Linked DNA regions of Ovis aries: region 2 is linked to region 1. The links are chromatin contacts, called in public Hi-C maps. All regions are on one chromosome and are shown on one strand. The core of a region is the stretch at or near the end of the contact, and the rest is flanking DNA. Distances in the headings are between cores, read along the strand shown.

The links. Hi-C and Micro-C count contacts between places; a contact is called where the count stands out from the background.
Region 2: a Hi-C map of tail adipose tissue shows a contact between it and region 1, with 3 times the contacts expected there. The contact joins the promoter of CD34 here to the enhancer-like site in region 1. A contact is called at or near these places in 9 of 16 Hi-C or Micro-C datasets (blood, liver, mesenteric adipose tissue and 5 more).

Annotation. Positions count from the first base shown.
Region 1 is chr12:74,843,299-74,849,979 of ARS-UI_Ramb_v3.0, forward strand. It overlaps LOC114117305 (a long non-coding RNA gene), which reads right to left. Exons shown (of 2, transcript XR_003591021.3): 1 at 3,257-6,681; 2 at 1-1,137. Among named protein-coding and RNA genes, the nearest start is that of CD34, 48 kb to the right of the region's middle. Within about 2 kb of position 3,238, at least 30 of the 54 cell types and tissues checked have an H3K27ac peak or open chromatin away from gene starts, as enhancers often do. A contact at or near this core is called in liver, muscle and tail adipose tissue, where this site is marked.
Region 2 is chr12:74,890,997-74,897,677 of ARS-UI_Ramb_v3.0, forward strand. CD34 (CD34 molecule) reads left to right here and starts at 3,805. Exons shown (of 7, transcript XM_060396222.1): 1 at 3,805-3,888. It overlaps LOC132657485 (a long non-coding RNA gene), which reads right to left and starts at 5,601. Exons shown (of 4, transcript XR_009595767.1): 1 at 5,504-5,601; 2 at 4,859-5,090; 3 at 3,444-3,547; 4 at 1-3,334.

The DNA of each region.
Region 1 (6,681 bases), core at 1,988-4,487:
GGAGGGTGGAGGGAAGAGCCCCCATCAGGGAAGGTGCAGAGAGCCACAGAAGAACATTCCATAAAGCACAGAAACCCCTTCTCCAGCTGAAGTTTCCTCCATAACCCAGACCTCCCTCCCAGAAAGTCCAAGGTGCCCCCCGCCTGCCCCAGCCCCTCTGCTGATCTACTTAACCCAGAGACACTGGGGCTCCTGCGCTTTGATCCTGCAGGCGTCGGGAGCTTTTTGTTCTATTATTCACTGCAGGGTGGATACTGGCTTGTCTCTCCTCATTACAGGTTGTGGCTGGACTGCCCACCACCTCCCCAAGGCCACTGGACGATGTCCATCAATAAGTCAGTAACAGTGACTGGATGTGAGAAGCCTTCTGGGGCAAGGGTTGGCACCATTTCAGAATCAGAGTTTTCGACAAGCCTCTTTTTTAGGAGGAGAGCTGGAGAGGAAAGCAATAAGCATAAAAACCATAGAAGTGCAGTTAGAGATGCTAAGAGACATGTCTCTGCCCTGCTGATCGGGCAGCTTCGGAAGGCGGGTCTTGCTCGTAGGGCTGTGTGTGTCCCCCAGAGCAGCCGACACACAGTGAGACACCACCAGTATTTATTTAACAAGCGAGTGCACGAGCGGGCTTCTCCTCCCAACCCTCAAGACCGTCTTCTCCAAGAAGGAGCACAGAGCTTCGCGGCACTTCTAACTGCACACCGTGATGGGACAAGTCTGGCTGTCTACCCACGATCCCGCACATACCCACCAGAGGGTAAAAGGTCTAGGCAGTCATTTCCTTTTGTTTACAGCTGCGTCCTTAGCACCCAGCACCATGCCCAGCTCGCAGCGGGCCCTCAACCAATGTGTACAATAAATGAGTAAATCGGGTGTCAGAATCGAGACCTATTTCCAGGTCGGCTGCCAGCTTGCTGAGTAACCCAGGCCAGTCACTTCCCCTCTCTGGGTCTCAGTTTGTCCCTCTCTGTACTGAGGGCTGTGTGCCAGAAGATCTCCAGTGAGGTCATCCAGTCTAGACGCTTCTTGAAAAAGATGAAACACGGGTGTCACCATAAAGAGTCACGTGGTGATTCTTCCAAACTCATGTTCTGTCCCTTGCATTGTTATGGGAGCCTCCATCACCAGGCCTCTGATAACCTATGGGGAAGCAGATGAGATGGGGTTACATCGTAAACCACAGATCCCTGCAGCCAGGATGAATCTTCAGGAATTAGATACAAGAAATGCCCTAGCCTGGAAGGCATGACTTCCCCCAAAGTGGCAAAACCTTGGCAAGTTCGTACCTTCATGCCTGAAGCTGCTTTCCCCCCACCAACTCCAGGCACAGACTCAGCAGTGGGAAGAACATGAAAATGGAGGGAAGCCCTTAGGAAGCCGTTTCCCAGCACATAGTCTAGAAACACAGGTGGAACTGAGCATGGGCGGAGGCCAGTAACGCTTTTTTGTAATTAATCTTGGAATTTCCAAGGAGAGAAAACACATTGCAAACTGACTCCCGGAGAAAAGCACAAGGAGGGATCATAGAAGATTAAGGACAACTCAGGCTCAGGGAGGACTTGGCCTGCCTAGCTAGCCGGCAACGACGAACTTCAAGAGAACTAACTGTGTGCAGCGTGGTTGCCTAAGTGGACTTGGGCACACAACGATCACTGTCCTGTGGGGGTTCACTCTCCACAGCTAAGCCCCCCTTGTGGGATGCCCTTCAGACATTGTTATGACTGGACAAGTCCCCAGCAGCCCCTCCATCTTCACTCCCACCTTGCAGAAAGCTTGCCTCTCTGGAATTGTTCTTAGACCACACGCATTATGTCTTTGTGGGGTGGGCAAAGGGGAGCGTCAGCCCTAGTTCATAGACCTAGGGGGTGGAATTTAAGGGCTGGCCAGGGTTTTTCCAGTAGTCATGTAGGGATGGGAGAGTTAGACCATAAAGAAGGCAGAGCGCCGAAGAATTGATGCTTTTGAACTGTGGTGTTGGAGAAGACTCTTGAGAGCCCCTTGGACTTCAAGATCAAACCAGCCCACCCTCAAGGAAATCAGTCCTTAATATTCACTGGAAGGACTGATGCTGAGACTGAAGCTCCAATACTTTGGCCACTTGATGCGAAGAACTGACTCATTGGAAAAGACCCTGATGCTCGGAAAAACAGGGGCAGGAGGATAAGGTGATGATAGAGGATGAGATCGTTGAATGGCATCACTGACTCCATGGACATGAGTTTGAGCAAATTCCGGGAGATAGTGAAGGACAGGGAGGCCTGGCGTGCTGCAGTCCATGGGGTCGCAAAGAGTCAGGCACGACTGAGCGACTGAACAACAATAGGCTAGTCACTTCTAAGTCTTGACCCCGCCCCACCGCACCCCGCTGCCTCCCCCGTCCTCCCCTAGAGCCTCGCTCAAGGTCAGGGAGGAGGGAGCGGTGGTTCCCAGCACTGCAGTCTCCTGACATGTACTTTACAGGCTGTTGACTCCCAAACAATACAGTCCATGCTGATCTGCAGGGTATCTTCCGCCTAGTTTTCCAGTAAACTATTCCCACCGAACAAACACGCAGTCTCCCGGTCCCCGCGCGGACCTGGAAAAACACAGCGCTTGGCTGGGCTCCCGGCCTGGGGTTTGCCTGCCATCCGCTCCCGGCCAGCGCCGGCCGCATATGGACGCACGCGGGGTGCCCTGGTGCCCAGCTTCCACTGGGGGGCGCCCGCGGGCCGCGGGAGCGCCGGCCGCTCGCGCCCCGTCTCCCGGGCGCGCCCGGCCCGCGCCTGCGCACACCCGAGGCCGCCCCGGGCCCCGCGCCCGAGAGCCGCGCTTCCGGCGGCCTTGGCTGTGGAGGTTACCCCGGGCCACTCTCCCGGGAGGGCTGGCTCTGAGGTCCGCGAGCGGGAACGGAGGGCCGGTGTCCGCCCTGCGGAGACCCGGCCGCCGTGTTCCGAGGCCCCAGCGGCGCGATCAGAGGCAGCGGCCTGCGGTGGCGCGGGGGGCTTTTAGGAAGAATTATTCTTCCTAAATTTAGGAAGCAGCCGCTGCCCCTTAAATCCCGGAGCCGCTCTCTTCCACGGCTTTGGCCGCCCGGCTGGCCTCGCGACGTTGCGTCCTCGGGTCCACCGACCGCCTGTCAGCTCCAAGCTGAGCAAGGCCGCCTCGATTTTCAGAAGTCGCACCGACCGGGCAGGGGAGGCCTGGGGCGAGGGCCACTGGCGCGTCCATGGTACAGAGAGAGCCGCAGGAACGGAGGGGCCGGCGGGCCAGTTGGACTTACTGCTCACCGAGTCCCAAGGTCAGAGCGGGGAACGACGCCAGGGATCAGCCAGACACCGATGGGAGAACTGGGAGAGCACGTTGTCCAAGGTCACTGAATTTGCTGGCAAGGAGCAAACCCTACCATGTGAGCCCTTAGTTTCAGTTCAGTCACTCAGTCGTGCCCAACTCTTTGCGACCCCATGGACTGCAGCACGCCAGGCCGCCCTGTCCATCACCAACTCCGGAGTTTGCTCAAACTCTTGTTCACCGCGTCGGTGATAGCATCCAGCCACCTCATCCTCTGCCGTCCCCTTCTCTCGCCTTCAGTCTTTCCCAGCATCAGGGCCTTTTCCAGTGAGTTCTTGGGACCCTGTAATGGTTCCCCTAGCTCTTGGGAGAAAGTTCGAGCTCCTTCAAAGGGCCTCGAGGCCCTGGGGCATCATCAGCCCCTGCTTACTCGGCTGCAGAGCCGCTCCCTTCGCCTCTCTTCATCTCTGGGCTTGGCCAGGTCCAGTGAGCCCGGCCTCCTGCAGCCCTAGTCTCTGCGGGCAACTCCTCCTTGTCTTCTAGCTCCAGGCTCACACGCCATTTCCTCTGGAAAGCTCTCCAGGCCTTCCCCTGTGCCTCACGCACAGAGCCCTGTCCGACAGCGCGGCCAGATAGCTGGTGCCACAATTCCCTGCCTCTTCACCCGGAGTCCCCTTCCACCACGAGACTGTGCCTGGGGCCGTGATACAGTGAAGTCGCTCAGTCCTGTCCAACTCTTTTCGACCCCATGGACCGTAGCCTACCAGGCTTCTCCATCCATGGATGGGATTTTCCAGGCAAGAGTACTGGAGTGGGTTGCCATATCCTTCTCCAGGAGATCTTCCCAACCCAGGGATCGAACCCAGGTTTCCTGCATTGCAGGCAGATGTTTTACCACCTGAGCCGTCAGGGAAGCCTTTGATAGGCACTCTATAAATACGGGATGAATGAATGAACGGGCAGAGCTCCTCCCATCTGGTTTCTGGACCTATGTACTTTTCAACATATTGCACACTGACCCTTTACTCTTGTAACTAAAGGCTTATGGCATGGAAGCACCCATGTTATGTGGCAAAACTGGGGAAATCAAGTCTCAGAACAAGAGCCAGTTCTTGAAAGAATACTCTGTTCCTTGCTTTTGCTTCCAAGAAGTAATTTTCAACATGGTGTTTTCCCTAGTGCTCTGAATGGTAATTTCTAACTTATTTTTGTTATTTCACTCAGAGAAACGATCTCACAAAACAGATTTCAAACCGTGTTCCTAGAATCTGACGGACTGTTTGAGGGACTCCATGTGCCCACTTCAATCAGAGAAGCACCATTTTTATTTTATTTTTTTATTTTCCAGGTAGTTCTTGTGGTAAAGAAAAGGAGCCAAGGTTTCTATTGATGCTTTAAGAATATTGAGAAATGAATGGCGCCAAAAGATTGCAGAGTAGAACAGCTGAAGAGCTGTGAACAATGGTTAACAACTAATCATTCCAAAGGCCTGTAACTTCCATTCCCAGTGAGGCACATGCTACAATTTCCCAACCTACTTAGCTTCCCCCCTGTTCTTTTATGCGGAGTCTATGTCTGTGGCTCTTCATTATTTCTTCTTCCCTCATAGCAGGGAATCTGATGTTAAATGGATACAGGAAGAAAGGCAGAGGTATATTTTTCTGCAAAGTTTGTCACATTTATAGGAGAAGTTGCTATGTTACTTCTTTTTTTTTTTTTTAACTGGAGGACAATTGCTTTACAATATTGTATTGGTTTCTGCCATATATCACAATGAATCAGCCATAGGTATACATACATCCACTCCCTCCAGAACATCCCACCCCATCCCACCCCTCTAGGTGGTCACAGAGCACTGGGTTGAGCTCCCGGTGTCACACAGCAAATTCCCACTTCTTGATTGAAAAAGAGAGTTGAACATTTGATATTTCTCCTTAGAAAAATGTTCTGAGGCCCCAGTTCTGCCCCTCCCCCTGCCAAGTGGCCTCCCTTCAAAGATGCTCGGGACCTAGTCTGTGGAACTCGAGAATGTGTTCTCGGCAAGAGGAACTTTACTGATGTGATTACGTTAAGAATCTTAAAGAGATTATCCTGGATTAGCCACGTAGGCCCAGTGTAATCGGAAGAGGCCTTACAAGGAGGGGGGAAGCGTGTCAGAGTCAGAAGGTATGTCAGTGGAAACAGAGCTTGGAGCCAGTGCGAGGTGAGGAAGACTTAGCTCAACACTGATGGCTTTGAAGACGGAGGAAGCACAATGCAGGTGCCCTCCAGAAAACAGACAAGGGCAGGAAACGGGTCCTCCCTTAGCACTTCTAGAGGGAACATAATCCTGCTGGCACCTTGACTTTAACCCCAGTGAGACCGATTTTGGACTTTGGGCCTTCAGAACTGTAAGATACATGCTAAGCCACTACATTTGTAGTAATTTGTCACTGCAGCAATAGGAAACTAATCCCCCCCCCAAAAAAGAGGAAAAATATCCCTGCCATAGACCCACTTTAATGGAAAGAAGGGGGTTCACTGGAGACAGGGACGACTGGGCTAGAGCTATGGTGTGGACAGAGTGCCCGTGCAGCTGGGGGAGGACTGTGAGCTGTGAGCCAGATGCACGCGCGTTCTGTCATTCCAGAAATGGGGTAGGGCAGTACCCCTGGGGTATACGCTGTAGCACTTGCTCACAGTCTTATGTTTTGACTATGTGTATAGCCATTTTTATTTCCCCTGCCGGCCTGGAAGATTCCCAGATGGCATTCATTTTTATATCCCTGTTGTTCCCAGCGCCTTGTGTGAACGTGTGAGGCATTTCACACTTCCCGAAGCCCTGGTGTGCCAGTATCCATTCTGAGTCTCACCACAACTCTCCTGGGGTGAGGCAAGACCGGTTATAGTATTGCTAGAAGTTTTCATTTTACCAAGGACTAGCACCCAGATTTCTCTGGCACCCAGGCCCTTTTCTCTCCAGCATTCCGACCATTTTATCAGCAAAGTGAACAATGGAGCACAGATGAGGAAGTTGAGGCACTTTCAGACTCCCAAGGGTCCTGATGGTGGGTGGGCTCTGGGGAGGGGTCGTCCAGAATGACTGTATGGACCACTGCCTCCCTCTACACACAGGAGGAAATGCTTTTGCCCAGCTGAAGGTGGAGAGGAAACCCCACAGCAGAGAATCTGGTTTTTCAAGAACACCACAAAGGATGTGGATGGGAAGAGGGTGAGGCCCCCTCTGGTTCTGGCTCCAGGTGAGGCTTACTGTCGGGGGTCCCCACCCTGAACCCTTGCCTCTTCACCAGCTATATTAAGGAAGTGTCGCTGTGGAGTTAGGGAGGCGGAAGGGTCATGCCTGCGGGTGGGACTCCAGGCACCCAGGGCAGCCGGAAGAGAACGGTGTCTATCACTCTTTTGCATTTTAAAAATTCT
Region 2 (6,681 bases), core at 2,555-5,054, 48 kb after region 1:
ACTTCTGTGTAGAAAGGAATAGAAAAATCAAGTCATAAGTCAGCAGGTGTAGGGCATGGCCCCTCAGGGCTGACACCTTTAAGCTCTCTTCCTGTTGGGAGCATCACTCTGGCCCCTGTATGCTCTGCTGCAGAAACCCTGGCAAAAGGGGGTGGCTGCCCAGAATGTATGCATTGTATCAATAAACTGGACGCCAAACCTGCTTGCCCTTGCGTCTCCCCGTAGAACAAGTATATGTTACTCCCAAGCATCTTCCACCTACTGACTCCTTAACCTCGATTCTGATCCTGGCAACTACACTAGCAGAGCAAAACACAAGGTTCGGGGAGCTCAGTCCTTTCACCCTGCGGCACCCCATCCCAACTGGGTGCTGTGCCGTGCTGTGCTTAGTCGCTCAGTCACGTCTGACTCTTTGCGACCCCATGGACTGTAGCCCACCAGGTTCCTCTGTTCATGGGGATTCTCCAGGCAAGAATACTGGAGTGAGTTGCCATATCCTCCTCCAGGGGATCTTCTCACCCAGGAATTGAACCCAGATATCCTGCAAGTCTCCCGCATTGCAGGCAGATTCTTTATCATCTGAGCCACCAGGGAAGCCCAAGAATACTTGAATGGGTAGCCTATCCCTTCTCCAGGGGATATTCCCAATCCAGGAATCAAACTCAGGTCTCCCACATTGCGGGCAGATTTCTTTACCAGCTGAGCTACCAGGGAAGCCCCAAAGTATGTTAACCTATCTGATTCTTTCCTATTTTTTCTAACTGTATGGTTTAAATAGATAGCCTCTAAATGCATAACCTTTGTGATTTGATCACCATAATTTGGTTTGAGCCTTCTTGGTCTGGGGCCTCTATAGCCTGCCTCGAGCATACTTGGAGGTTTCCACTGCATGGAACTAATCTCCCAAAAGACACTACATGCCACATTTCCCATACTCCCTTGTCAGCTGGTTGCTGGTTTTGTTCTGGCAAGAGGAAGTACTGGAGAGATTGGCAGGTGGGAAGAGAAAAGAATGGGCTCACATCTGACTGCAGGTTCTCATCACCTCCTTCTAATATTAATATCTGGACACTTCCACCACCAAGGATCCCTCCTTGCCAAACTGGGCTCCAAATCCTGAAAACTTTCAAAGACCCAAGATAAGAAAGCAACGTGGGGAAAAAAAGAGTCTTGGTTCCAAAATATGAAAATGTTTCAAATGAACAAATGTTTTATTAAGTGCCTCGTATTCTTGCCTGGAGAATCCCAGGGATGGGGAAGCCTGGTGGGCTGCCATCTTTGGGGTTGCACAGAGTTGGACATGACTGAAGCGACTTAGAAAAACAAAAAAAAAGGTAAACTTAACCAACTTAGAAGCTGCAACTCACTCTTTTGATGAGATGAGAAGGTTGGATGGCATCACCAACTTGATGGACATGAGTCTGAGCAAACTCGGGGAGTTGGTGATGGACAGGAAAGCCTGGCGTGCTGTGGTCCATGGGGTTGCAAAGAGTCTTTCCTTCCTTTTTTTTATACATCAAAGAAGTTACATTTAACACAGGATGAGGGTCTATTTTAAACGGATTGATATGACATGTATGTGTTTGGGGCCTGGGCTGGTGGATGTTCACTGGTAAGGGTAGCCATGACCGAGTGGTCTATAAAGGGTCCAACAGAGCCTCTCACTCTACAGATGACTGTTACATCCTCCACGATGTGTGGTGTAGTTAACATCCTCTTTCAGCAACAGCTCATGTGACAAAGTTGGGGAGGAGAGACATTAAGGAGCAGCCAAGAAAGGCTAAAGCTTTGAAGGCACTAACTAGCTCAACTCTGTGTGGCCTGTGACGAAACACAAGGCTGTGGTCCCAGGAAGGACGTGTATCCAGAGGCTAGAACCTGAGGTTGTGGGTGATCAGGGTAAGGCTATGTGTGCTTGGGGTCATGGGTCTCAGGGACCCTGGAAAATAGGAAGAGTGGACAGTTATCCCCTGGTGTCATGGTTCTGGTGTCATCCATAGTCCTTTAAGCCAGAGAACAGCTCTGGTTTCCCAGAGTAAGTGATCGGTCAGCCTCCAATGCCCTCTACTCCTATTTCCCTCCCTGAAGTTTGTCATCCACTTTGTACCTAGCCTGACTTTGTTCTATACCAGGGCTTCCTAAATTTTAGCATGTGTAAAAGAGATTGCCTATTAAAAGTGTAGAGTCCCAGACCTTACCCTCGATTCTCTGTGCACCATGCTTTGAGAAGCTCTGCTCCACAGGATCATTCTCTCCTCTGCCCCCAAAACGAATTAAGAAATTCAGGTGCTAGGGACAAGTTCTTTCCTGTTTCCTGTGCTCCAGCTAGGGCAGACAAAGGGCATTTAAAGTAACCAGAAGAATTTACTGAGGATGAAGGAAGAGCCAAGAGAGACAAATTGGTTTTCACACGGGGTTTCCAACCTCCCATTCTATTCACCTCCTCTCACTGGGGGTAAAGCAGTCCCGTTTCCTGGAGCTGAGAGAGTCCAGGTTGGGGAGGGCAACTCTTTTTCTCTGTCTACTCGGAGTTCCAAGGACAAAAGCCTGATTTTTAAAATGTGTCTTGTAGCACTTTCTGTCCCCATCTGCAGGCCCTTGAGATCACGGTGTGGTCAGTGTGGTCAGATGTGAATTCCCATCTGTGCTTTCTATCAGAGTCATAGCACCACCACACGTGCTACCAAGTCGGCTTCGGGAGGCTTTGGCCTCCTTCTGTGATGCAAGGCTTCATTTCCTCTGTCAAGGAAAGTCGGGCAACAAGACCACAGTGGAAGTTCTGGGTTTTGCTTTTAGACCTGGACCCGCTTCCACTCTCATAATGCCAGGGGGGTCTCTGCAGAGAAGGAAATCAGAGAGGAGCTGAGGGTGCTGGGCTTTCTGTCCCTTTGGGCTCGGTGCTGCAGTCATTGTGGAAGAGACTGGACTGGATATCTGTAATCCTGCGAGCCCACTCAGGATCTCAGAGCATGGTCTCCAAGACTGTGCTTTCTCTTCCCCGCTCCGGGTGCCATCATCTGCTCCTCCAGGCTCCTCTATCCCTCCATCTCCATCCCCATAATCAGGTCTGTAACTAGGCTGACCTCCTAGCTCCCAGGTTCAGTAATTCAGTTTACCAACATCCAGAACAACTCCTGAGGAGTATGGGAGCTCCAGGACCAACTAGGTAAAAGGTGGTGGAGTCAGGAGAAGTATTTTTTTCTGATAGAAGATCAGGATGGAGCCCCTAGAGTCTCAGCCCCAGGACTGGAGAGGGGGCTGGGGTGACTGGGGAGAAAGCATCCCAGGTGCTAGTGGAGTTCTTTGTCTTTATGATGCTGGCGACAGGATCAAACTATGTGAGAAAGCAGGGCCGGTCACAGGGAGAAAAATAAAAACCCTCCAAATTAAAATAAACAAATCTTGTAAGGGGTGGGGGGGGGGGGGACAAAATGAACAATTACCGTCATTTACGTGTCCTGCTCAGGCTTTCTGCATCGTTACCACACATCGCAGTCTGCATCAGGTTTAACACGGGGTACGTTTTGCCTGGCTTCCCTGTTTTTACCTGATTAGCAAAAATGCTCACACTTGTAAACTCAGGTCCTTACCAGTAGATTCCTTCTGCAAGATTGTTCTCAGCTTAAAACTTAAAAACCAAGGAAAACAAAAAGGAAAGGAAATGAGGAAAAAGAAAAAAAAAAATGAGGAAACCTGACCTGGATACCTGTAAGGCTGACACCAAGGGGTTAAAAGTTCAGTGGAAGTGAGCTTGAAGAAGCTGGGGTCGCTCTATCAAGTTGAACAAGGCATCTGGGGGCCCTTACAAAACCTTTTTTGGCCTCGACAGCGGCAACCTCGGCCTCGCTCCTAACTTCCTCGGCCTTTGGGACTAAGCGGAAAGCTCACGTTAGTGGCAGCCAAGGAGAGGGGCTGGCCGTGCCAGGACCGAAGAGGGAGGGGAGGGGAAAAAGCGCGTTTCGCCCACCCCACGCTCGGGCGGAGGGGCGGGGAGCCGCGCGTCCCGGCCGGGCCAGGCAGTGTCTCGCGCTCTGCGCATCTCTCCGGGGTCGCCGCGGGAACGATGCTGGGCCGCAGGGGCGCGCGCGCGGGGCGCGGGATGGCGCGGGGCTGGACCGCGCTCTGCCTGCTGAGTCTGCTGCGTGAGTACGGGCCGCGCGCCCGGCCCGCCCGGCTGGGCGGCCGGGAGGGTCGGCGCTCTCCCAGGGGCAGAGCGCGCCGGGTGGAGGCGACCGCGGAACCAGGGGGACCCCCGCCCCGGGGACCCCCCGCCCCACTCCCCGCGCCCACGCCCACTGCCGCAGCTCCTGGCGTGGTGGGACTGAGGCCGCTCCAACACAGCCCGTTGGGGACCGGCCCCTCACCTGGGAGTCGGTGGGGGTGGGACGCGACGGGAAGGGGACCCCCTGAGTGTAGCCCAGGTGTAAACCGGGCGGCGCGCCCCAGGCCTCCCGGAGTCAGGCCGGGAGACTCTTCTCTGAAATAAAGCGCTCTGGAGATGCCAAAGGTGCGCGGAGCGCAGAGCTGGAGCCAGAATCCGGGAGAGGGGAGGAGAGAAGAAAAGGAAAGGAAAGGAAAAGTTTGTAGCTGATGGTTGGTTCAGAAAGCGAGCGGCAGCCGAGCCGGTTGCTGGGAAGGGAGCGCTGGCGCCCACGTACCACCCGGACACGGGGAGCCAGAACTGGACCTTCAAGCAGTGGGAGCCAAGCCCGCTTGGGGTGAGGCCCGGTCCGAGGTCCAGAGGCCAGGGCGGTAGGCTAAGCTAGGTGACAGGGGGAGTTTGCAGTGAAGAAGAGCCCGTGCGAGTGCATTTAAGATGGGAAAGCTGGGTTAAGACTCCTTCTCCGGGCATCCACACCTGCTTCGCTGGAGAGAAGGGACGCGTGACTGGAATTTGCTCTGTACTCTGCTGTCTCTCTCCCCATCACAGCCGCTCACCCCGGCACAAATTCAAGCTCTTTGCATTTGGGGGGGTTTCTTTCCGTGCCCTATTCTCCAAGTTCTAACCAGTGGACAGAGCTGCAGACCGGGGTGCACTCCTTTGCTTATCCAGGCAGGCCTGGATACTTCTTAAGCTCTTGCTGTCATTTCTGTTGAAAAGAAAAAAATTGGTAGGCACGCAATCAATATTTGTAATTGCTTTCATTTGGGGATAACACTCTCGGTCTCACCTCATGGAGCTCAGATGAATTTAAATGTTATATATTATTCTCTTGTTAGCTCCAGGTTCTGCTTCCAGGCTCCCGGGCTCCCAATTCCCTAGTCTTAATTGCATCCTAAAAGCCACCCACCATGGCCCCTCTGAGTGACCTGGGTCAGCCAGCCAGGCCTCTCCCTTTGGGCCCACCCAGTTGGAGAGAGACTCCAGGCCAGGGGAAGCTCTGTTAGGCTCTGGGTTGACTTGTTTGGTGGACCCAGACGTGCTGTTTGGGGCCGGGGAAAAAGCTGTTGCTAAGATGTTGAAGCTCTAGAATGGGGGAACGGCCTTGGGGGCTGTCTGTACCTCACAACGAGCTGAGTTGACCGGCAGCTCGGATTCCTAACCGATGCTCCAGGCTCCTTTGGCTTCACAGCTCATGATGACCTGGTCCTCGGCCGAGTGAGGCCCACCCTTTTCTTATTTCCTCAGCTGGCCAGTCTCAGTCTCGCCTTGGCCTGCAGTGGAGGGGACGCGAAAGTGATTTAACCTCTGCAGAACCCTGGGCAGACACACAGAGAATTTCAGCGTGTCCTCTTTGGGGATGAGCAACGGAGCCTGAGTGCCTCCGCTCAGTCTTGCCCCACTGCTCAGGCCAGTTTGTAGCTTTATGCCTTCCCCAAGAACTTTCTGGGGTGTGTTTTTATTTAATACCAGGAATCATTTTCTGATGTATTGTGGGGTAGATGAAATGAGTGGCTGTACCTGAAATGCTAACCAAGGGACGTTGCAGAAATTCTGTGGTATGGTTACCGTGAACTTTAGGGCACCCACAGAAGGGAGGCCTGGAGTTTTCTCCTGTCCCGGAGCTTTGTTCTGGGAAGGTCACTTTTCCGTTCCTGTGAGAAGCTGTTCCGGGCTTGAACCAGGGTGGACTTTCTCCGTTGGAGACAGGGTTACTCAGTGGGGTGAGCAGAGGCAGGGTGGGGTCTGACCTGCATGTGTGTGTGTGACCAGAATCACACCTCCAGCTGGGAGGAGAAACCTTGCAGGTAATTAGGGAAGCCCACTTGTCAGGCCCAGGGTATCTGTTTCCTCCGAGCCCTCCAGGCCTGTCTTTCCTCTTTGTCCAGTGTGTCCCACCCCTTCACATTCCTCTTCTTCCTCTGGGTCCTTCGTGCCTGCTGACCCCACACCCATATCCTGTCTGCGGCTGTGTGTAAGAGGGGAAAAAAGAAAAGGGAAAAGAATTTTATCAGATATTTTCCGGAGGGGAGAGACTCCACCCTTGACTCGCTGCCACATGGAGACCGAGATGGAGCAGCCTTGGGACCTCTGACTAATTCCGTGGTCCCCAGCACTCCCCCTCCTAGGGCCGGCCCAGCTGGCACTGCCTCTGCAAACGCAGGTTTCCCTCAGCGTTCCTGTTTGACTGATAAAAGGAGCCTGGGCATCTTTTTCTCATCCCTTTGGCTCCACCTCCTGGGCCTCTGTGTTCGCTAGTTCTCATCTCCTTTGGAAGAGTCTTTGTCTTCCAAAGCTCA